Linked DNA regions of Mus musculus: regions 1 and 3 are each linked to region 2. Evidence: chromatin contacts called from public HiChIP or PLAC-seq and promoter capture Hi-C data. All regions are on one chromosome and are shown on one strand. Each heading gives the region's core, a stretch centred on a gene start, on an enhancer-like site or on the middle of the called end of the contact. The rest is flanking DNA. Distances are from core to core; before and after follow the strand shown. Region 1 has its middle 11 kb from the start of Gm20052. Region 2 holds the start of Stx18 (syntaxin 18). Region 3 has its middle 25 kb from the start of Nsg1.

The links. Promoter capture Hi-C pulls out the DNA fragments that hold promoters and counts their contacts. HiChIP or PLAC-seq counts read pairs in DNA pulled down with a chosen protein or histone mark.
Region 1: a contact with region 2 is called in a promoter capture Hi-C map of trophoblast stem cells, with 2.7 times the contacts expected there. The contact joins the enhancer-like site here to the promoter of Stx18 in region 2. A contact is called at or near these places in 7 of 39 promoter capture datasets (3T3-L1-derived adipocytes, cranial neural crest, frontonasal cranial neural crest and 4 more), 2 of 484 Hi-C or Micro-C datasets (both in nephron progenitors), 4 of 115 datasets of contacts at active chromatin or transcription factors (craniofacial prominence, embryonic stem cells and forebrain) and 2 of 9 other capture datasets (adipose tissue and embryonic tail).
Region 3: a contact with region 2 is called in an H3K27ac HiChIP or PLAC-seq map of the NIH/3T3 cell line, with 3 times the contacts expected there. The contact joins the enhancer-like site here to the promoter of Stx18 in region 2. A contact is called at or near these places in 3 of 39 promoter capture datasets (the 3T3-L1 cell line, hippocampal neurons and liver), 1 of 15 datasets of contacts at CTCF or cohesin (the NIH/3T3 cell line), 3 of 484 Hi-C or Micro-C datasets (the G1E-ER4 cell line, embryonic stem cells and nephron progenitors), 2 of 115 datasets of contacts at active chromatin or transcription factors (the NIH/3T3 cell line and fibro-adipogenic progenitors) and 2 of 9 other capture datasets (adipose tissue and pancreatic islet).

The regions. Positions count from the first base shown.
Region 1 is chr5:37,903,572-37,906,295 of GRCm38.p6, reverse strand. No RefSeq gene overlaps it. Among named protein-coding and RNA genes, the nearest start is that of Gm20052, 11 kb to the right of the region's middle. Within about 2 kb of position 1,420, at least 5 of the 459 cell types and tissues checked have an H3K27ac peak or open chromatin away from gene starts, as enhancers often do. A contact at or near this core is called in trophoblast stem cells, where this site is marked.
Region 2 is chr5:38,037,755-38,040,524 of GRCm38.p6, reverse strand. It overlaps Stx18 (syntaxin 18), which reads right to left and starts at 1,295. Exons shown (of 11, transcript NM_026959.3): 1 at 1,026-1,295. The coding sequence starts at 1,193.
Region 3 is chr5:38,183,697-38,186,480 of GRCm38.p6, reverse strand. No RefSeq gene overlaps it. Among named protein-coding and RNA genes, the nearest start is that of Nsg1, 25 kb to the right of the region's middle. Within about 2 kb of position 1,425, at least 9 of the 459 cell types and tissues checked have an H3K27ac peak or open chromatin away from gene starts, as enhancers often do. A contact at or near this core is called in the NIH/3T3 cell line, where this site is marked.

The DNA of each region.
Region 1 (2,724 bases), core at 171-2,670, 130 kb after region 2:
GGCTACTGGTGGACCTCATCAGTGCCTTGTCCAGAGTTCACGGCATGGACTAAACTCACTTAGCTATGAACACTGAGGAAGGAGCTAGGTGAGGAGAGAGGTCGAGGGACTCTCTCTGCTGAACCCTGCCCTACAGATCTCCTCTCTGGGGTACCAGGGCCTTGGAGGAACACAGCATGGAAATGTAAACCAGCCAACTTTCCGAGGCACTGCCTGGGGGCACAGTGCATCTCTAAGTAGTTTTGAGTTGGTAAACTTGGCTGTATTCTGGTCTCTAAATATAAAACAGACAGGAGGAGCCACTGCCTCAGAACCTGTGCTGGACAAGGCAAAGTCAGGAGCAGGAGACTTGAGGCTTCTCATCCCCCAACTAGAAGGGCTTCAGTTGTTAACCAGGAACGTTAAAGACTCAAGGATGTTTTCCTAAGCTACCCATCATGGCCCTCAGTACAGCCCTAGGGTACAGGAAGAGGGGCACGATACTAGACTGCAGTGGAGGAAGGAAAGTTGTAGATACTTGGGACAGTCATTAGTAGGAGCCTTAGCCCCACGATGGCATCCTATGATGGAGGAGGATGGAGGACAACGGATAAGAATCAGTCCTCTCCTTCTACGGAGTGAGTCCCAGGGATCAAACAGCAGATCACAGAGATCCGTGACCTTTTTTCCGGGAGAGTCACCTCACTGGAAATGGATCCCAGGTTCCCTGGGGGGATTGCTGTGTGACCTTCAGTGAGTTGCACAACCTGTCCACACACCTGTTGCCCCATCACGTAATGATGGTCAAGTAAGAATTTATTGCTTCCTTCTGTGAACGGAGACAGTTTCTCAGAACTCCCGCCCTGAGGGTTGGTAAGGTGCGATTGCCTGCAGGAGATACTACAGGACAGGTGGAAGGCCTGCAGGTGTGTCTGTTCTTTTGACATTATGACAAGATGTTGTCACTGACAGGATTTACTTTCCAGAACTGAGTGTGGGGAGGGGGGAAAAGCTGCAAAACAATAGGGCTAGTGTTGGGCTACAGGTCTGGTCGGGTGTGCCCAGGCCCCCAGCAGGGACAGGATGTAGAACTGGGCCCAGGCTTGCCTCTGTTGTTCTGTCTTTCATACCCAGATGTCCTCTTGGGTGATAGCCTTGCAGGGGCTCGCACCATGCCAGGCACTTGGAGGCACAGGAAGAAGCAGGATCCTGGCCTCTTCCCTCAGCATCTTGCTGTCTGTGGAAGACCATAGTACCAGGATTATCCTGTAATCCCTGGTTGGGCCAGCCTGGCCAGTGCTTGGCTTCTGTGTTGAGAGACTGACTCTGGATCTGTTCAACTCCACCCTGGGTGAGAGGAGCAGGCTAATTCCAGCACTCTGTAGGTCTGCGTTCCAGCTGAACCCAACGGGGATGATGGACACCCCTCACCCCCTAGTGTCATGTGAAGGAACTGCTCTTCCTCCCTCCCTCCCTGTGAATCAAGCAGGCAGGCTCATGCTGGCCACCACCCTCAGTAAGAGCGTGGGTCCCTCCACTATTACAGCAAGCCATGTGATAAAGTTTCTTTCTGAGGTTAATAGGACATCAGCATCTCACCCTGAGAAGGGACTAGGCTCCATTCCAACTCTCTTCTTGTGTGTGTGTGTTGTATCTGATTTATTAATTCAACATATGGGTAAATTAAGAGCCTCTGGATTGAGGACCATCTACTGTCCCCCATCACAGAGAAGAGTTAGGAAATAACCACTGGGCATCACTATACCGAGATCAGTGGCTCTCATCCCTCCTAATGCTGTGACCCTTTAATATACTTCCTCATGTTATGGTGACTCTCCAATGATGAAATTGTTACTTCATAACTGTAATTTTGCTATGGTTATGGATTATAATGTAAATATCTGTGTTATCCAATGGTCTTAGATAATCCCTGTGAAAGGGGTCTTGATCCACAGGTTGAGAATCTGTGACTTATAGGGCTGAAGTCAAAAGCCCCTTCCATTCCCTTCTTCTATCCACAAGGTCCCCGAATTCCCTCCCTCAATGATCAAGAAGGATCTTTGCCTCTGCTTCCTAGAGCTGGCTGAGTCCTGTTCATACCAGGAAGTCCTCTGAGGTGCAGGGTTTGAGAAGCCCGAGTTGAGGGGATAGACACCCAGATACTTAACTGCCAGGGGCATCCTGATCCGGGCCACTTCACTTCTTCTGTTCAAACAGCCTCAGCTCAAAGGTTACAGCCTGAAGCAACCTCCCTGTCAATGCTATAGTGACATAGTGTTGTCCCCTTTGGGCCTGGGCTGGGGAGCACTACACGATCCCTTCCAACTAGGAAAATGTTCTCCTCAGAGCTCCTCCTGCCTCAAGTAGTAAGGGTCTCTACTTACACATATATGCCATGTGGGCCCATCAACTGAACAGCACCTGCCATTTGGGAGTTAAGGATGAAAATGAGAAAAGCAACCATAGACCAGGGCTATGGAACTGCCCAACCAGGGCTGAGAAACTGGGACACTGCAGAGTTCCGGAGACCATATTTTACTTGGAGAATTTCCTTCCTGTCTGCTGCAACCATGAAGCATAATATATTAGTTGCCCAGTTTAGCAGGACAGCATCATGCACTTGTAACAAGCATGTGGTAAGACACCGTGTAGATCTGGAGGCCTATAAAACCTGACCTTATAAATCTGCGAGCATCAGCTGCATACAGCAGCCTCCCATGTGGTGAAAGCCAGACTTGGAAAGAG
Region 2 (2,770 bases), core at 46-2,545:
GTCACCTTTCTGTAAGATCAAGGCCAGCCTTGTCTACATGGAAAGACCCTGCCTCAAAAAGAGAAATATCAAGCAATGGATTATGTGCCAAGCAGAGGTGAGTTTACTGGAAAACCAATGAAACTTAAAGTTTAGATCCCCCAGATTTGTACCTTTCAATGCTTTGGGCCATTGTGTGTGTGTGTGTGTGTGTGTCTTTAAAAAGACAGGCAGACTGTATATGACCCCCTGGTACTCCAAAAATAACATTTACCCTAGTGTCATAGACACAAAGGGATATAATGCAAACAATCTTTTTTTTTCCTGTTTAGTGGAATCAATAATTGTTCATTCGTTCAACCATTCATTCATTCAAAGAATACTTACTAAGCAATATTGTCAGTAGCACATACAGAAATACTGTCAACATGTTCCTACCCTTATGGAAAAGATTTCTATGTTGGGGACACAGAAGCCGGTTGTGTCCAGAGAACAGGAAGCAGTTTAGAGGACAGTTACAACACTAGTGTTGCTTAAGTGTTGCCGCTCTGAAGGGAAAAGCTTTTACCCTACACTGGTGATGTCCTAAACCAATCTCAGGAGGTACTGAGTCCTACCTATGCCTGGAGGCAAGGATCAAGGAGCGTTCAGCTGAGCGTGGATTTTATTAAACCCTACGAGCAAGAGGAGGTCCAAACAGATTCGTGGAAGGGCGAGGGGAGATAGTGGTGAGCTTTGCGACAGGAAGTGTCAGACTGTGGGAACTCTTGGCGAACTCACTGCCTCAGAAGGTTATAACCTGATTTCAAGGATATCCAAGCACCTCTAACTTACTTCCTTCAGTGCCCAGATATGCGTCCCTTCGTGAGAATAAACCTGTCGCCACCCTGAGCCAGCTGTTAGGTCGGTGAGACAGACTCTCTGTCTTGCTAGAGACTCCCTGTCTTCACCGAGAGCTAAAGAGATAGGCCCAGTTTGGGGTCCAGGGGCCGCGGAGCGTATGCGCCCCTAGCTCCCGCCCGCCGTTCCCATAGCAACCAGCTTACCACTTCACGGGCCCGGCTGGAGAAGTCTCCCTTGGGCCGAGGGCTTCTGCGGAACAGCTCGTCCCGGCTGCCATCGGCCCCGCCACCCACGGCCACTCCCAGAGCCTTATTCCGCGTCTTCACTGTCTTGACGCTAGCCCGGAAGAGCAGTGTGATGTCCACCGCCATAGCGACCCGCAACCCAGGGCCTGAAGCCGGCCAGGCACACGTCAGCAGCTAGCGACCCCGGCAAGAACTCGGTTGCTGAGGGACGTTCCGATTTCGCACTCCTCCGCCTGGGAACTGTGAGCATAGAAGAAAGGTTCCGCACTCCGCCCGTGTAACGCGGAGAGTGGAGAAAGGTTCCGGCTTTAACCCAGAGCCGGAATTCTCCGTTCCAGACAGCTACCCGCAGTGCATCGGCACCCCTTTCTCCTCTCTGCAAAACTCAGCGGGATCAGACGCTCGGAGATTTCCCAGTCTGGACTTCAGGAACGAAAGCATCGGGAAGCTAGAAAGATCGCTCCCCTTATGATTCTTTAGGAGACGGGCGGGCGGTTTGGTTGACAGGTGGGGAGTATCACACTTTTGACTTTTGTCATCAAGGGATCGCCTTGAGTAACAATGAACTATGACCATCTGAGTTGCAGGAGCTAGGAAAGGGTACGTGTACAGAGGTAGGGGCCAGAGACCTTTTTTCTTCAACCTTCAGCCAGTTCGGTAAAGTGAAGCCAGCGCCTTTCTTGGAATGCACAGAGAATTAAACAGAATGTGTGTATAAAACGTCCTCGTGCTGTTTAACTCTTAGTATACAGCTAGTAGATGTTGCCGTTGTTGATAATATGGTTGTCCTCAGTCGTTTTGTTTTGTTTTGTTTTGTTTTGTTTTGTTTTTCGAGACAGGGTTTCTCTGTGTAGCCTTGACTGTCCTGGAGCTCACTCAGTATACCAGGCTGGCCTCAAACTCAGAAATCCGCCTTCCCCTGCCTCCCAAGTGCTGGGATTAAAGGCACGCGCCACCATGCCCTCAGTCTTCTTACTTATAATGTAGAAGAGGCTTAGAGCAGAGATCCCTGAGCGGGGATGTGGAGAGCAGGAACTTATCAGAGCCAGACGAAAGTGAAGCATTCTGAACTTCATGATATCATGTTAGGTTCCTCCTCAATAAGCACTTTTGAAAAGCGCTCTCTTGAATCATAGTTATCAAAGAGAAAGAATGAAATGGAGAACAGAGTTACGTAATTTGACTAAAGTCAGCTAGTAAAATTTTTCTGAGCACTTGGTTCATGGTTCATTTTATTTTTGTGTGCACCTTTCATTAAAAATACAATTATGCCACTTTCTCTCCTTCCCTTTTCTCCCTCCAGCCTCCTCAAGTCCTCTCCCTCCAATTTCTTCCATGTCTCCCAACTCAATCTCAAGTTGATAGCTTCTTCTTCTTTAATTATTATTGTTGCATATATGTGTAAGTATCCATGGATATGCCAGCACAATCTGCTGAAACTGTTGTTATTGTGTATGTGTCTATGGCTTCAGGGATAATCACGTTGTATTGGACAACCAATTAGAGGGTTCTTCCATGGGATAGGCTAACTTCCCTCTCTCAGCAGCCATAGTTGCCTGTAGTTTCTTGTCCAGGAGTGTGACCCCCATGGTTTAGTTTTAGTTCAATATCAATTTCTCTGGGTTTTGTTTTCCTTATAAAAGGAAGCACACTAAGATGTGTGCTAAAATTAGGCTTTTAACAGTCATCAAGATGAAAAGCTA
Region 3 (2,784 bases), core at 176-2,675, 150 kb before region 2:
GACGAATATGTGCCAGTCTGAAGTCCTCTGGGGCACTTGATACTATCATTAACTTATTAGAAGGGAAAACTGAGGCACCTAGAGGTGACGTAATTGGCTCAGCTCATCAGCACAGAGCAGCAGAGCTCAGATGAAGCCTGTGCACCCCGACCCCTTCAAATGCACACGGCTGGAGCATCCCAGGGCCTTTACACCAGTAGCCAATTCTCCCTGCCAGAGCAACGAGCCTGTGCAGTCAGACCAAATCACCACCAACAGGTAACCTAAAACAACAATTAGTTCTATAAGTCCAGAAGTCAGAAATCAAGGTGTCAATGTGACTATGCTCCTGCTAATGGCTCTAGAGAGGTCTCTTCCCCATCTGCTGCCACATGGGGCTCCTGGCAGTCATTGGGTTACAGCTGCATGGGCGCCCTATTCTCCACCATATGCTCTTAGCACCAAAGAAGCAGATAGGGGAGGACTGGAGGCCCTATGGTGCCTGTCACTCTGTCTCCTGTAGTGTAGGCTGTGATCTCAGCGAAGTAGAGATGTGTGCTCTTGATTGGTTCGTTGTTCTTCCTCCAGTGAGCACTCTAACCTGTTGGTGTCAGGGCCCCCCAAGCTGAAGCAGTGCTTTTAGGAGGTGGCGAGCAGGCTGTGGACATGGCCCACAGGCAGATATGCTACTGCTTGTACAGACTGCAGCAGTTTCAACATCCTGCCAATATCAGCTGATACAGCCAATACCTCTTAGGACTGAGAGACGGCTCGGCTGGTGAAGTGCGTGCTGTGTAACTGCAAGGGTCTGAGTTCCATCTGCAGACTCTACACACAAAGCCAGTCCTGGTGACATATGTGTGTCCTAGTGCTGGGGAGGCAGAGACAGGAGGATATCTGGGCTCATCAGCTGTCTTCAGGCCCCGATGAGAGATTTTGTCCCCGAAGAATTTAGGTGGATGGTACCTCTAAGGAATGATGCTTGAGTTTAACTTTTGGCCACCACACAGGTGTGTGTCACCACCCATGAATATGGGCACATGGTCAAACAAACAAACAAACAAACAAACTAAAAGTCATTTCCTGACCTTCAAATGAGTGGAAGGTACTATTTTTAAGATTTACTTTTATTGTTTTTAATTATGTGTTTAGGGTTATGTGCAGGTATCTTTGGAAGCCAGACAGTGAGATCTGCTGATGCTGGAGTCTTAGGCACTTGTGGGTCATCTGATATGGGTACCGAGGATTGAACTGGGGTCCTCTACAAGAAAAGTATGCGCTCTTAATAGCTGAGTCATCTCTCTAGCTCAGAAATTTACTATTTCCAGTAAAGCGGTGGTCACGTCAATGTTGGAAGCGCTCCCTTGAACCATCTAAGCAGTCAAGAGTCTGAGGCAGGAGGATCACAAGTTCCAGGAAAACCTGAGCCACACAGATGAACCCTGACTCAAAACCCAAAATATAAACAAATAGCCATCCTTTTCCATTTTGTGGGGAAGTAATTTGATCACATTTCCCAACTGCTTCCAAAAGGCTGCTCCTATTTGATTCTGTGATTCACTTATAAAATCTCTCCAAAGGAAATAATCAGAGACATGGCCAAGGTTTCCACATAATGATGTTATTGCAGCATCTAAAAAATAGTGGTTAAAAACAAATTAGAGATAGCTTAGATGACTAACCATAAGTGATTGCTTAAATAAACAATGGCATATCGGCAGGGCAGGAACATGCTCAAAGGGTTCCTAATAACTTGGAAGAATGCTTATGCTGTGAAAAAGGATACAGAATTGAATGCCCAGCAGGACCACAAATGCACAAAACTAGGCAAAGAAGAAAGAATTTGAGCTGCTCATTAGAATGAACCTCATCAAAGGATGTGTCATCTCCTAGGATGACAGAGAGACTCTCTGGGACAGATGTGGGCACTGTTCAAATGTAAGCTGTGCCGCCTCTTTGGCACTGGTGTCTCCTGGAGCTGCTTAAAAACCTTGGAATTTCCTGAGCAATGGGCACCATTGGTTCTTCACATAGAGCCCCAAGTCAGTCTGCGTTCGCCTAATGAGTTGGTTCAAGGTTCATGGACTTGGGATGGAGTGAGTGTGCAGGAAGTCTGAGATATTAGTAGCTGTTCTAGTTTGCTTTCTGTGGATGGATATGATAACATACTCTTACACTCACATGCTCACACTCACACATGCACGCATGCACACACACATGCACACATATACACACTCACACATGCTTACACTTACATGCTCACACTCACACATGTATGCGTGAATGCATGCATGCACACATGCACACACATACTGGCATTTACACACACTCATCCATGCACATGCACACAAAATTAAAAAAAATAACATAAAAATGTGTTTCACCATACAGTGGCGGTGTACACCTTTAATACCAGCACTAAGGAGGCAGAGGCAGGTGGAACTCTATGAGTTTGAGGCTAGCCTGGTCTACACAGAAAGTTCTAGGACAGCAATGGGCTACATAGAGCCCAGTCTTGAATTCTCCCCTATTCCCAAACAACAACAAACAAACAAACAAACAAACAAAAAAATACAATAAAAACCAAGCAGAACCACTCGGCCTCAAAGATCCCCCTCACCCCCAGCCAAAAAAAAAAAGGTTTCAGAGCCCAAAGGCCCCTGAGCTGAAACTGACCAAAAGGCTTCCTCTCTGAGGATAAGATTTCATGGTACCAGAAGGTGTCATGCAAGCTTCCAAAGGAGGGAATGGGCTAACAGTCTCACCCAGCTACGAAGTCTGTGAACCGCAGCAAGGACCACCATG